3 separate regions of the Zea mays genome follow, and all the other regions are linked to region 2. A link is a contact called in public Hi-C data. All regions are on one chromosome and are shown on one strand. The core of a region is the stretch at or near the end of the contact, and the rest is flanking DNA. Distances in the headings are between cores, read along the strand shown.

What was found. Hi-C and Micro-C count contacts between places; a contact is called where the count stands out from the background.
Region 1: a Hi-C map of endosperm shows a contact between it and region 2, with 4 times the contacts expected there. The contact joins the promoter of LOC100217188 here to the promoter of LOC103630123 in region 2. A contact is called at or near these places in 2 of 25 Hi-C or Micro-C datasets (endosperm and leaf).
Region 3: a Hi-C map of leaf shows a contact between it and region 2, with 5 times the contacts expected there. The contact joins the promoter of LOC100273048 here to the promoter of LOC103630123 in region 2. A contact is called at or near these places in 2 of 25 Hi-C or Micro-C datasets (bundle sheath and leaf).

Annotation. Positions count from the first base shown.
Region 1 is chr6:141,236,835-141,241,029 of Zm-B73-REFERENCE-NAM-5.0, reverse strand. LOC100217188 (Heat shock protein 4) reads right to left here and starts at 2,723. Exons shown (of 10, transcript NM_001360083.1): 1 at 2,660-2,723; 2 at 1,173-2,410. The coding sequence starts at 2,342.
Region 2 is chr6:141,665,442-141,669,541 of Zm-B73-REFERENCE-NAM-5.0, reverse strand. It overlaps LOC103630123 (MAR-binding filament-like protein 1), which reads left to right and starts at 2,739. Exons shown (of 3, transcript XM_008651210.4): 1 at 2,739-3,263. The coding sequence starts at 2,987.
Region 3 is chr6:141,925,630-141,929,792 of Zm-B73-REFERENCE-NAM-5.0, reverse strand. LOC100273048 (CAPIP1) reads right to left here and starts at 1,565. Exons shown (of 3, transcript NM_001147497.1): 1 at 1,281-1,565; 2 at 746-964. The coding sequence starts at 1,439. LOC111589581 (a long non-coding RNA gene) reads left to right here and starts at 2,689. Exons shown (of 3, transcript XR_002748672.2): 1 at 2,689-3,252.

The DNA of each region.
Region 1 (4,195 bases), core at 1,474-3,973, 430 kb after region 2:
TAGACACCCTGGAAAAATTGCAACTAGTTAAGTGGCTGTTCTTGCCAACCTAAATCAAATACGAGTATACATATTGGCTACTCTACTAAACACCAATTTCACCAATTTACTTATTTACAAGCAATGAAGTCTGGCATTTGTAATACCAAAAAAGGGACAAGAACCAAACCAAATGCTGTCTTCAAACTCTAAACCAGACTCCGCACTGATGGTTATTATAAGCAGGATTTTCAGGTTAAACAATAGCACCTATCAACATTAGTTCTAGGAAAAAAACACAGGAAAAGATAAAAGCCAGGCAGCCAGTATGCCACAAGAATACCTAGAAAGGTGAAGATAACATTGAAAGAAAAAAAAGGTGATAGACTGTTTGATTGTTGACACAAGCGCTGTGATCTATTTTGCTTGAATTAGCAGTTCCAGTGGTGCACGCCTTTCCAAGATCTAGTATCCAGATGGCATGCAATTGTTGCAGTATCCATTAGTATTAATTGAGCATAGGCAGTAGCACGCATCTTTCTAAACTTTAGTGTGTAAGTCATCATGCAAAAACAAATATACATATTATCATTTACTCCACTAAACAACGACTTCAATTTGCAAGCAATGAAGTGTGTATCGTTGTGTACAACTCTAAAGCAAACTCCATACTGATGGTTATCAAAAGCAAGATTTTCAGGTTAAACAACAGCATATATAAAAACTCGGCCGAGGAGGGAAAGACCACCCTCCGGGTACAATGCCTGGGCTGGCACTCAAGGCACACATGGGGCCGGCATTCAAGGCGCACACAGCCCACTGATGGCTAAGAAGAGACCGAAACATGGTACCGACCGAGAAAATCCTCGAACCCTAACCTCCCATCACTAGCGGGCCGTCACCGCCCACTCCGCAACGACCCAGCTGGAGGGTGGCACGCAGGACGTAATCCGGGAGCGGACTGGACACGGCGAGGGGATTTTTTAACCAAGCCAGAAATTCGCCCTTGAAGGGGATCGAACCCGGGACTTGGAGGTGCTACTCGGAAGCCTTTAACCACTAGGCCAGCATTAGTTGTACAAAAAAGGAACACAGCAAGCATAGACAGCAGTTTAAGATATAGACTAGTCTAGTATAATCCAACCCATAGTAGCTTAAAACAGATATACTAAGGTAAGCTAAGGAGCTGATACCTGGAATTCTCGCACTTTGAAAGTGGGGCTGAGAATAGCACACTGAAGAGCACATCCTCGCGCAACACACTCACTTGCATTCATGGTTCGTCTTGGCTCCTTCCCAAAAAAATCAGTTATTATCTTGATTATAGCCGGAACACGAGAACCAGATCCAACAACCTCAACAAAGTGCACATTTTCAGTAGTCAACCCAGCTTCAGCCAAGGCCTTTTCCAGTGGTCCTTTCACGCGTTCCAGCACCGAGGCACTGATCTGTTCGAACTCCTCCCTTTTAATAAAACCCCGCACATCCTTCTCATCCATCAAACACTCAATGTTCAGTGGGGCCTCTGGGTTGGCGCTCAGTACCTTCTTAAGTTTCTCACATGCCACACGCAACCTAATGCATGCACGCGCATTCTGGTACACATCAATCTTATATTCCTCTTTGAATTTAGCTGCAAAGTGCTTAAACAGGGCCTCATCAAAGTCCCTCCCGCCAAGAGACTGGTCATACGTATGCGACAACATCTTGAGCTGTCCCTTCTTGTAACCGACAACACTGACCTGCATGCTTGCATGACCGACATCAACAAATGCAACGTTCAACTGGTCATTCTCCGGGAGATCAGTCTTATAAATACCATATGCCAGTGCAGTGGCTGTTGTCTCATGGAACAATCGCAATGGCTGGAGACCCGCAATAGTAGCAGCATCAAGAACAGCCCTGCGCTGCAGATCCGTAAAGTAGACTGGAATACCAATGCAACAATCAACAACTGCAGCATTCAGGTTACCCTCAGCAATGCCCTTCAAATTGGACAGCACCATGGCAAGCAGCTGGGTAGAGGTGAACGTCCGTTCCTCGCCCAGGTATCGTACATGGACCAGGGGAAAACCATCGGGGCCCTCCGTGACACGGAACGGGAAGGAGGCGAGATCTCTCTGTACCTCGGGGTCGGAGTACTTGCGGCCTAGCAAGCGCTTGATCTGAGAAATGGAGTTCTTGGGGTTCATGGTAGAGGACGCGGCGCCGGCGGTGCCGATGAACCGCTGCTTGTCCCCGAAGCAGACGATGGCGGGTGTCTCGCGCTTGGACTCCTCGTTGAGGACCACGTCGATGCCGCGCTGCCGCGCGACCGCCACGATGCAGCTCTCATTGCCGAGGTCGAAGCCCACCACGCTCATCTTCGATTCACAGTTTCACACTCAGCTGTCAACCACTGCAGCTTTCAGATCTAGATCACAAGCAGCCACTGCATCGCACAAGGCAGAGATCTGCTGGTTAGGCGCCGGTCACAAACTCGACAAGACAAGAACGCTAAAACCATGAATTTCACGCATCAAAGCGAACAGCTATGAACTCTTAACCAAACGCAGTGCGAATCCCAACCGGTGACTACAAACCCGCCGTCCCAGCTGAACGGCTCCAAACCCGCCGCAAAAAAAACATACAAACATGAACCTAACCATCCAGTAAGGAGAAATGGAGGGTCCGATCATACCTTCAGAGGTGGAGATCGAGCGGCCCGTCGAAGCTCGTAGCGCTGCAACGAAGGTCCGGGCAGGGTTTTCCGTTCGGCGAGAAGGGCAGAGGCCGGATAGGAGGCGGTGATATACGGTGTGGGCCGCGGGGTCGGCCAATGTAGACGGGAATCTTCTAGAACGTGGACTGGAAACCCTCGGTGCTACGATCCTGCGCCGCCACACATCTGAGACTGTCTTCAACGCATGCCCCCACGCGCCCCCTCCCCTATTACTGTTGCTGGGATAGGGGCTACAGTACCCCTCTATCCCCTTCATCGCGTTCCTCCTCCTCCTCCTCTTCCCTCCCGATTTCTTCTCTCTCCCGCTAAATGGATGGCGACGCTACGGCGGAGAAGTTTGTCGCAGCCGCTTCCTTCCCAGACAAGAGCGCGCGCTCGGAATACTCCGAGGAAGACGCCCGAGGCGATCCGCGGGCGACCGAACCGCCGCCGGAGAAGGTACGCGTCGATCCGCCGTCGCCCTTGAAGAGTTTGTCTTCCTCCGGCCGACGACCAGCAGTGGGGCTCGTCGAAGCGACTCCGCCCATAACCTTCGCGGACCGGCGACCCGGCCGATCCGTGCGAAGACGCCGCCGCCGTTCGTCGCTGTCCGCCGGAACGTTTGGGTTGGGGTCGAGGTCGAAAGGAGGTCATCCATTCGTGGACAGATCTACGCTCAGCCGATCTGCGTCTTTCGAGGTACAAGGTACAAGGTACGCTTCGTCGCATCGCCTTCGTCTACACCTCGGCTTGATCCGGGTTCCTTCGAAACCGTACTGTTGGGGGCCTTCGTCCTCCGAAGGTCCTCAAAAACATGATTTGACAATGTTTTCCGAGTGGATTATGTGAACAGGTATTTTCGGATCCAGAATTATGAATATGGAGCACGGCCAGGACGAAGCCTGAACCAGACGAAGGTCGAGTGTAGCCGAAGCTGTGCGCAGGGAAGCTTCGGCGCGATGGCAGAAGGGGGAACCGACTTAAAGATGAAAAGACTTCAGGGGCCTCGACAGATTTCCATAAGCCGTTAACAAATGTAATGGACATGGATGTAATTTTACGTGGGCTGCGTCCCGCGTCTATAAATAGATGAACAGTACTCCCGTACTGGACACGTGAACCTGTCATTTGCTTTCGCATCACGCTCGTACTTTTGCCTTCCACAGGAACGAAGGTACATTTGTAATTCAAAGTCATTTATATTCATTAATACAAGTAGAGATAACTCTATGACAATATTTAAATGTTTATCTCATATTCTATGATTTGTGTGAATGCTTCATTCTTCGTTGTTATGCTTACGAAGGTATGTCCTTCGTAACCTTCGTCCGAGATGCTTTATATCCCGAAGGGATATATCGTTATGGAGGACGAAGGACCTTAACACTTAACATTTTTTGTGTTGCCTTGTTCTTAATTCTTAGCATTTGAGAACAAGTCCCCAACACGTACCTAGGGTTACCGCTAGGGTTTACTTGTACTTTACCTTGATTCTGCGCTACGATTTATGTGTTC
Region 2 (4,100 bases), core at 1,490-3,989:
GTGCACCAGACAGTCACTATTCACTGTCCAGTGCGCCTTCTGGCTCTGCTCTAACTTCTGCGCGCACTGTAGCGCATTAACTGCTCATTGCAGACGACTGTTGGCGCTGTGTAGCCGTTACTCCGCTGGCACACCGGACAGTCCGGTGCTACACCGGACAGTCCAGTGAATTATAGCGGAGCGGCTCCCAGAATTCCCGAAGGTGGCAAGTTCGGAGTCGGGTTCCCTAGTGCACCGGACACTGTCCGGTGCGCCAGACTAGGGCACACTTCGGTTGTCTTTTGCTCTCTTTGTTTGAACCCTTTCTTGGTCTTTTTATTGGTTTGTTGTGAACCTTTGGCACCTGTAAAACTTATGATCTAGAGCAAACTAGTTAGTCCAATTATTTGTGTTGGGCAATTCAACCACCAAAATCAATTAGGAAAAGGTGTAAGCTTATTTCCCTTTCAACATGCAATACACAAACACCACACACACACTCCGGTATGTTTTTTTTGCTTTGTGGATAAGTATTTGTTTGCCTCTCTTGTTTTCTCGATAATGTATCTCATATATTTTGTATAGATCTATCACTATTACTATGACGGATTGGAACAATATCATGACACTTCCAACATGCCTAAGTACTATCACCATGACTCGAGCTGAACATGTGATTATTGTGAAATAAGTCAACCTATGTGTCGTTGCCTCGTTGGAGAGTTGTAAAATAACTTGTATTTGATTATTGCGGAGTTCGCTGGTTGTTTGTTGCATGAAAACTGGAGTTTGTGGTTGCATATGTATGTTGTATGTTATTTTGGTGAACACATATCGTGTGAATCAATTAATATTTACTGTGCAATGTGAATTAAGCAAACTACAAATAATTCTTTTCAAAAAAAATCATTTTTCTGTAAAAAAACAACAAAAACCAGTTTGTTTCGCGATTAACCGACGGTTTAGAGCGGTTTTTCGCCGGTTTTCCGCCGGTAAACCGGTTCGAATTCAAATTGATTTGAATTGGTCAAATCGATCGGTTTTTACCGGTTTCCACCAGTTTACCGACGGTAAACCGTTACCGGTGGATAACGGTTTTTTAAGGCTAAACGGTTTTGTAAACCGTGGTACCCACACAAAGAATAGAAGTACTTCCAAACGAGTGTCAAAACACTCCTTTGGAAGGCGAGGCTATTGTCGGTACAATAATTAGGGGACCCAGATTACACCCCTAAAACGCGCTTAAAATTATAAGAACTCCATCAAGATACATCCCCCGAGGGCAAGGAACCAAAACCCCGCCTTGCCCGAGGTCCTCCTAAGGGGTCTTACTAAAATGCTGCCTCGCTCGAAGTCCCCCCTCGTGGGTCTTCCCAAAACTTCGCCTTGTCTGAGGCTTGTCTCGGGCAGGACGGAAGCTCAGGAGAATCTCCGTCCCGGTCGAGGCTCCCTCACACCAAGGTGGCCATGTCCATCTCACCCGAGCCCGCCTTAGGCAGTAAAGACAAAGCTTGCCCGAGGGCTGTTGGGAACAACCGCATTCAATGAGTGCATCTACCTCACGTCGGGCTGCAGGTGAATCTTTCAATAGGACCGCGATCTTGTCAAAGTTTCACCTACATCATTACACGTGTGGACGCCACCTGACAGCTCCTAATGGGACGCATAATATGACAAGACGCGGGTCAAGACCTAGGGCACGAGTTCCGTCTGGCCCGACGCTAAACTCAACCTCGGGTGCAAGCTCTGCCTCGCCTGAACCAGGCCTCGGCTACCTGCTCCCTCGTGAATCCCGTGGAAGGCCACTTCGTCGATTGTGGCGCGCGTCATCAAGTCTCAATATAAAGCTCGGTCGCAACCTCAGACGGACCTCCGCCTCGTCCGAGCTCGGCTCTTACCTCGATATATGTGACAGAGGACTTCCCAACGTCGTAAAAAACAATGAAGATTGACGCACCCCGTAAGAGCCTTTTTCCCATGACGGGCACTAAGTCAACCACTACGGTATGGGCAACTCCATGCCAGAGGGCTCGGATACGTAACTGAGCCCTCGACCTCGGCTCTCAGCGGAAAACAAGCAAGCAGAAGTCAACAACAAAGTACCAGACCATATTGTCTACAAGACATGAAGACACCCCTTCACAACATGTAGTCGGCTCACGTCTACAAGGCAGCTCTCCCCGGGCCTATAAATAGGACAGTCCATGGCTCCCACAGGGGGAGAGGGTGAACACTTGGCAGTTTTCTCCTCCATTCGGTATTGGCATTTGCCTCAATCACTCTCAGGGACTTGGGGTCCTTCCCTCTCCCGTCGTGCTTGTAACCCCTACTGTGAGCACTTTGGTGCGAGTAATATAAGCCTTATCCCTCTTAGCTGGAAGTAGGGCCCTTCATAGCCCGAACCAGGATAAATCGCTTGTGTCAACTCGCATCACCATCTGGGTTTGGGCACGCGACGCTATTTCACTGGTTAGTTAGGTCCACGGGTCCAAACACCGACACTATTTTTCCAAGTGATTTCCATTTTTCAAGAATACTTGGAAAAATAAAGTTTCTAAACTAGCTCTTAGACTATCTGCAGAAGATCCACTATCATATCCTATAATCCAAACTTCTCTCTACAAACAGTGTCAAACAATATCAATCCCTAGCGGTCTTATGAAAACAAATCTCTTATTCATGATGGGCCCGTTTGACATTCTGGTAGCGTAGTGCCCACCGTCGGCCAAAGCCCATGTAGCCTGTGAAGAGCCCACGTAAGCATAACCCGACAGTCTGACAGTGTCCGAAACCTTCTCCTCCGCTTCCGCAGTTCCGCTTCAGCTTGCGCGTCGCCACGGCACTCCCCGCTGCTCTCAGTCCCCAACCCCAGCGCGGAAGGCAGAGCTGACTACCATTTCCGTTCCCACGAATGCTCCCGTGACTACCACCCCGCTCCAGGTAGCAAAGCTGCGGCCGGCGAGGGAGGTAATAGGGTTTTTTTGGTCTCTGCGACTACGACGCCGGCATGGGCTACCACCACCTCCTACTCTCGCCGTCGGTGGCGCAGCCGCCCCGTCCCGCCCTTCTCCCTCCACCCCGCGGCCGCCGCGGCAGCGGCGTCGGGCGGGCCACCGCAGTATTTGCCTCGGCGTCCAGCACCGCTCGCTCCCCCGCTGCGGACGACGCCACGCGGAGGAGGGCCGTGCTCCTGGTCGGCGTCTCGGTGCTCCCGCTCCTCCGCCTCCGCGACGCCGCGGCGGCGGCGGCCAGGGCGCAGCTCTCCTCGGTTGATCTCGTCACTGGTCAGTAGTTGTAAAACTCATTTCGACACTCGCCTTGACGCCTTGTTGCTAGGATGATATGTGTGATTTTTTGGGGTTTTATTAAATCCGATAAAATCTGTGAGATTCGTAGATACTAATAGGATACGTGGCCTGTGCAATTGCGATGCTAAGTTTCCCGCGTAAATGGTAGACTCTCTTAGTAGTAAACCTCATTTCGACACCCCTTGTTGCTAGGATGGTAAGTGTAATTTTTTTGCTTTTATTAAATCTGTGAAATTCGTAGATACTAATAAGATACCTTGCCCCTCTCTTAATAAACTTGCTACACAATATAGACTTGTAGAACCCAACAGACTGCATCACTTTCCATAATCACTTTGCACCTATAATCCTACATGCTGTTTGGTCACTAGTTTAAAATCCCTGTCAACTTCGTTAAGGTCAAAGTTTGCCACGAGGTGCTTCAACCCTGCGTCCCTGCCCGCTTGAGGACGGAGTTGGCATTACGCCAAACTGCCTTGAGCCACCCTTTTGACACCAGTTAGTTCCTAACATCCAGTAGCTCATCAAGTAGGCATCGTTGCCAACCTTATTGGAATCTACAACTAGTAAAACTGCCCTCTTCTCTTACTATTCCTTCATTGTTTGTTGATATTCATGCAACACAGGACACCACTAAAAGTGTCCATACCTTAGGTCTTTATTATCTGGATTTGGACTGTCTTTTATCGTTTAGTGGACCTCTGTCACCAAGATTGCTGATCCATTGTTTGCCAACTTTGGAACTCTTTTAATTCCCACGCTGTTGCCAACATAGTTATTTTGAATACGTTGTGATTTCAGTTTTTCAAAAAG
Region 3 (4,163 bases), core at 316-2,815, 260 kb before region 2:
CACCAACAACAACAAGAAAGCAAGTTGGGATAGACGCAAGGCAACAAAAACAAAAGTTGAGAACTTGAGATTCAGCATATTTTCAATGCATTCATATTCAAAGCTAAATATTTGGATGCATTCCAATCGTCTTTTGTTGCCTCTTATTATGTCAACTTCGGCCTTCCCTTATAGATGATGAAGAAGCTTTTTAAAATTGGTGCTAGCCCTAGCGTATCACATATATCATTGTTCTAGACTCAATCGCTCCTTGTATGGCCATTAATCCAATGCAACATACACATTTCTGCAACACTTATCCGTTGAATATGTCATCTTTTATAGGTCAATATTCTATACCATATAATATAGCAGGTCTAATTGGCGTCCTTTAAAAATTGCCTTTTAGCTAAGCCATATGTTTAACATCACCTCATCCACTCAACTTTGATTCTATGACTAACATCTTCGTCAATATAGGATTGATCCTAAATATCGAAAGATATCCTTTTGAAGTACTTTTGAAGTACTGATTGACCTTCCAAACTAACATCTCCATCATGTATACTGGTATATATTCGGTTTTAGGTCTAAAACCTAGTCTCCCGCAACAAGAAAGCATAATTTAATTTAAAAAGAGAAATGGGTAACAAGGGAAGCACACCCAATCTCAGAGTTGCTGAAAAAAAATGGGAGTACACCGACAAGTAAGCAGGGGGCATCAAACAGAGCGTGTGCAGGGGGTAGAGTAAGCAGCAGCATGGACCTGGAGGCGGTGGTCCCCGCCGACGAACTTGACGCCGAGTATGTGCAGGTCGTCATCTAGCTGCTCGAGGCGCTCGGTACTTGTTGTCGCCGGCAGGCCGGTCTTGACGTTGACGTCGCGCAGGCTACCGACCTCGAGCTGGTCACCGCGCACAACGCAGTTTCTGACGAACGGCTTGTACCGCTGCGGCTGGTCGAAGCTCCGGACCAGCTCCCACACCTGCGATGCGATCGATGGCATCAGCTTCAAATTGGGCGTCGCAATTGATTTGACGCCAGCAATTCACCCGACATCACGAGAACACATCGATCGGGGAAGAAACACCCAACAAGGCATGAGGAATTGGACGAAGAACTCCAGATCCGAGAGAAATAGCAGCCCAGACGTGAGGCAAAACAATCCCAAATTCCCAAGTACTAGCACGCTACTTGGGCGTGGCCGTCCAATCCAACCACTGAACCACCACCCACCACCGGGACCAGCCGGGAGGCGGCAAGGACCGGGGCGAGGGGGGGAGCGGGCGATGGGAACTTACGAGGTGGACGGGCGCCTTGATGTGCTTGACGAGGGTGGAAGTACACTGGTGCTCGGCCGGCGCGTGGCGGTGCAGGCGGCGCACGTACTCCGTCTCTCCTCCGGCGTTGGCCACGACGTGCTCCGCCCGCGCCGTGCTGCCGCCGACGAGACCCACCATCTCGAGCTTGCTCCTCCTCCTCAGCCGCGGCTCCGATCGGCGGTTGCTTCGCGTCGCCGGCCTCTATCCAGCTCCTCGCCCGTTTACTTGCTTGCTTGTTTGCTCCCCTGGACGGATGAGGACGAGGAAAGGAATCGGGGGAGAGAGAGAGTGGGTTTCTGGCCTGGGGTTAATTTTCTAATCGATTTTGTTTGTCTGCTCCTCTTTCTAGTTTCTTGCACGCCGAGGCCGAGGCCCAGCCGGCGGGTACAAAAATCTGCGGGCTGAATGGTGCGGGGCTGGGCCCCGCCCACGAGTTATCCAAGCGCGGGGCGAGGGGGCTGGGGCGTGCGCGCGTGCGCCAGGTCCATGTACTACGCCAGCGGCTACACGGACACGCCTGACCGCCGCGACGACTTGTTTGTTCGGCTCTCTCTGCGCCCAATGACGGAAACAAAAATATTTAAATTTCATATCATCACATACGAGCACAACTATATCCGTCACGTGAGATCACTGTTCTCTTCTGGATACATAGACTGAACTAAATTTTATTGCATGTCTTGGATACCTAATACAAAGCTTAAACAGTTCCAAGATTCTTGAAGAGTTAAAGTTTTTTTAAGTTTGACCAAATTTATACAATAAATTAATAACATTTAAGATATCAAATGTATATCATTAGATTATCCAGTAAATATGTTTTTATACTATATCTATTTTGTGTCATAAATCTTTATGATTCTCGCTATATTTTTTTGTCAAACTTTAAAAACTTTGACTCTCTAAGAATCTTGGAATGACTTATATTTTGGAACGGATGTAGTATAAACTAACTATAGTCTAATAACAAATCAATATAGGCTAATTAATAGATAGAACTCATTAGAAAAAGGAAATTTTTCATTAGTTCATATGTAATCAGTTATTGATCGACATACTAGACTTTATTACACAGTGATCCAAACATATCTTAATAGCTACACCTACACTGTATATGAGAGTTTCATGCTTTCTACTTGTAGTGTCAGGGTTTAAGGTGTGTTTGGTTGGACGTACAAGAAAAGATGAAATAGGGCGGTCCACCTCTACTATTATATAAGGAGGTAAGGAGGACGTCCACAATTGGTGCGCCATGCAACCCCCCCCCCCCCCCCCCCCCGGCGCACCCGCCTCCGCGACAACTGCCATCCCCCGCTCGCAATCCTCCCCTCCAAGTTAGCCGTCGCACTGCCCGCCGCGCCCGCCGCCCCCTCCCCCCACCCACCACTATCCTAGTATCCTCGCTCCTCAGATGTGGCCCTAGATCCACCTTCCTCCCTGACCTCCTCGCCACCGCTGCTCGCCCCTCTCCTAGCTCCTCCTAGTCCTAGATCCATCTAAATCGTCGGTGGCAACCAGTAGCAGTAGCCCCACTCGCTCCTCGTTGTGGCGTCTTTCCCCTCCTCTTCGTGCTCTACCTTCTCGTCGCCGCACACACTCCTCCGATCTAGCCCGTAGCTATCGTGTGTTTGCAGTTCACGGCGTCCCGCCGCGCCGCTCCCTCCTCCCCACATTGCCCGTGGCCTTTCCCTCCCATCGCCATCGTCGCATGTGTTGGAGCGCTCCACCGGCCTGCCACGTTCTAGCCAGCATCGGAGCACCCCCTATCTTGCCTGGATGCCCTGACGCGGCGACGCCTAGCGCAATGCCCATCTCCAGCAAGCCAGCAGTCGACCACGACCCGATCCCAGCAAGCGGCAGCCGCATCACGTAGCAGTCCAGTGTCCCCGCCTTGCTCCAGCACCAGCAAGCAGCTACTGCGTCCGGTCAGGTGGCCAACACCTGTCTACAGGTATGGCCACGAATTCTTATATCCTTTTTTATTTCTGGTATGAACAATATTGTTCATCTGATCCAAAGAAATTAATGGTGCGACTCACAAGTTCACAGAGGCTTAACCTATGTTCAAATCTAATGCCTCTCGCATCGGATGGAGGCATGCACGATGGTGACTAGAAATTGAACACACTAGAAATTTTTTCAAACAACTTTTTTCGTGTCCCATGTGTATTGCTGCGAGCTAGAATGGGTTGGTATCCCCTTGTGTTTTGAGAGATTTGGGTAGCTAGGACGGAATGTCCCTAATGTTCATACTTCTGCACCTCTACCCTTGTGTGTTGAATTTTGCCTCCTAATTAGGTTTAGATAACTTTCAGTATAATGTTATTATTGATTGTTTTAAGAACTTCTACACATCTACCCCATAGTTTCCCGCTATGCTTTTAGAAATTAGCTTGGGTTCAAGCAGCTTTTCCATGTCCCTAATGTTATGAAGAAATAAGCACCCAAAATTGCCTTGACACGACTTGAACTTGGCGGTCTGGGTGTACATCAACACCTTCACTCGAGTAAACTCACTTCTTGTTCCTCCTGCTGCATATTTGTAATACTAACTTTATGTTGAATGTTGACTTGACAAATTTGATTATACCATGCAACTTTGTATTAGTCAAAATTTGATATCAAAGGAAAATATCATCATCTTTATGTTGTCTGGTTCCAAATTTTTACTATCATCAGTTGTTACTTTCTTTCTTCTACTTGAAATTACTCGTGTTGATGTAATTATCCAATGCTTGTAACTAGCATTGTTAGTCAGAACTGTTTTTTTGTTTGTTGGGTGCAACTATTTGCTTGATGTTCCACAAATTGAACTGGCTCATCTATCATTTGTTTGTATCTGCTGCCTCTTACGCCAATTTA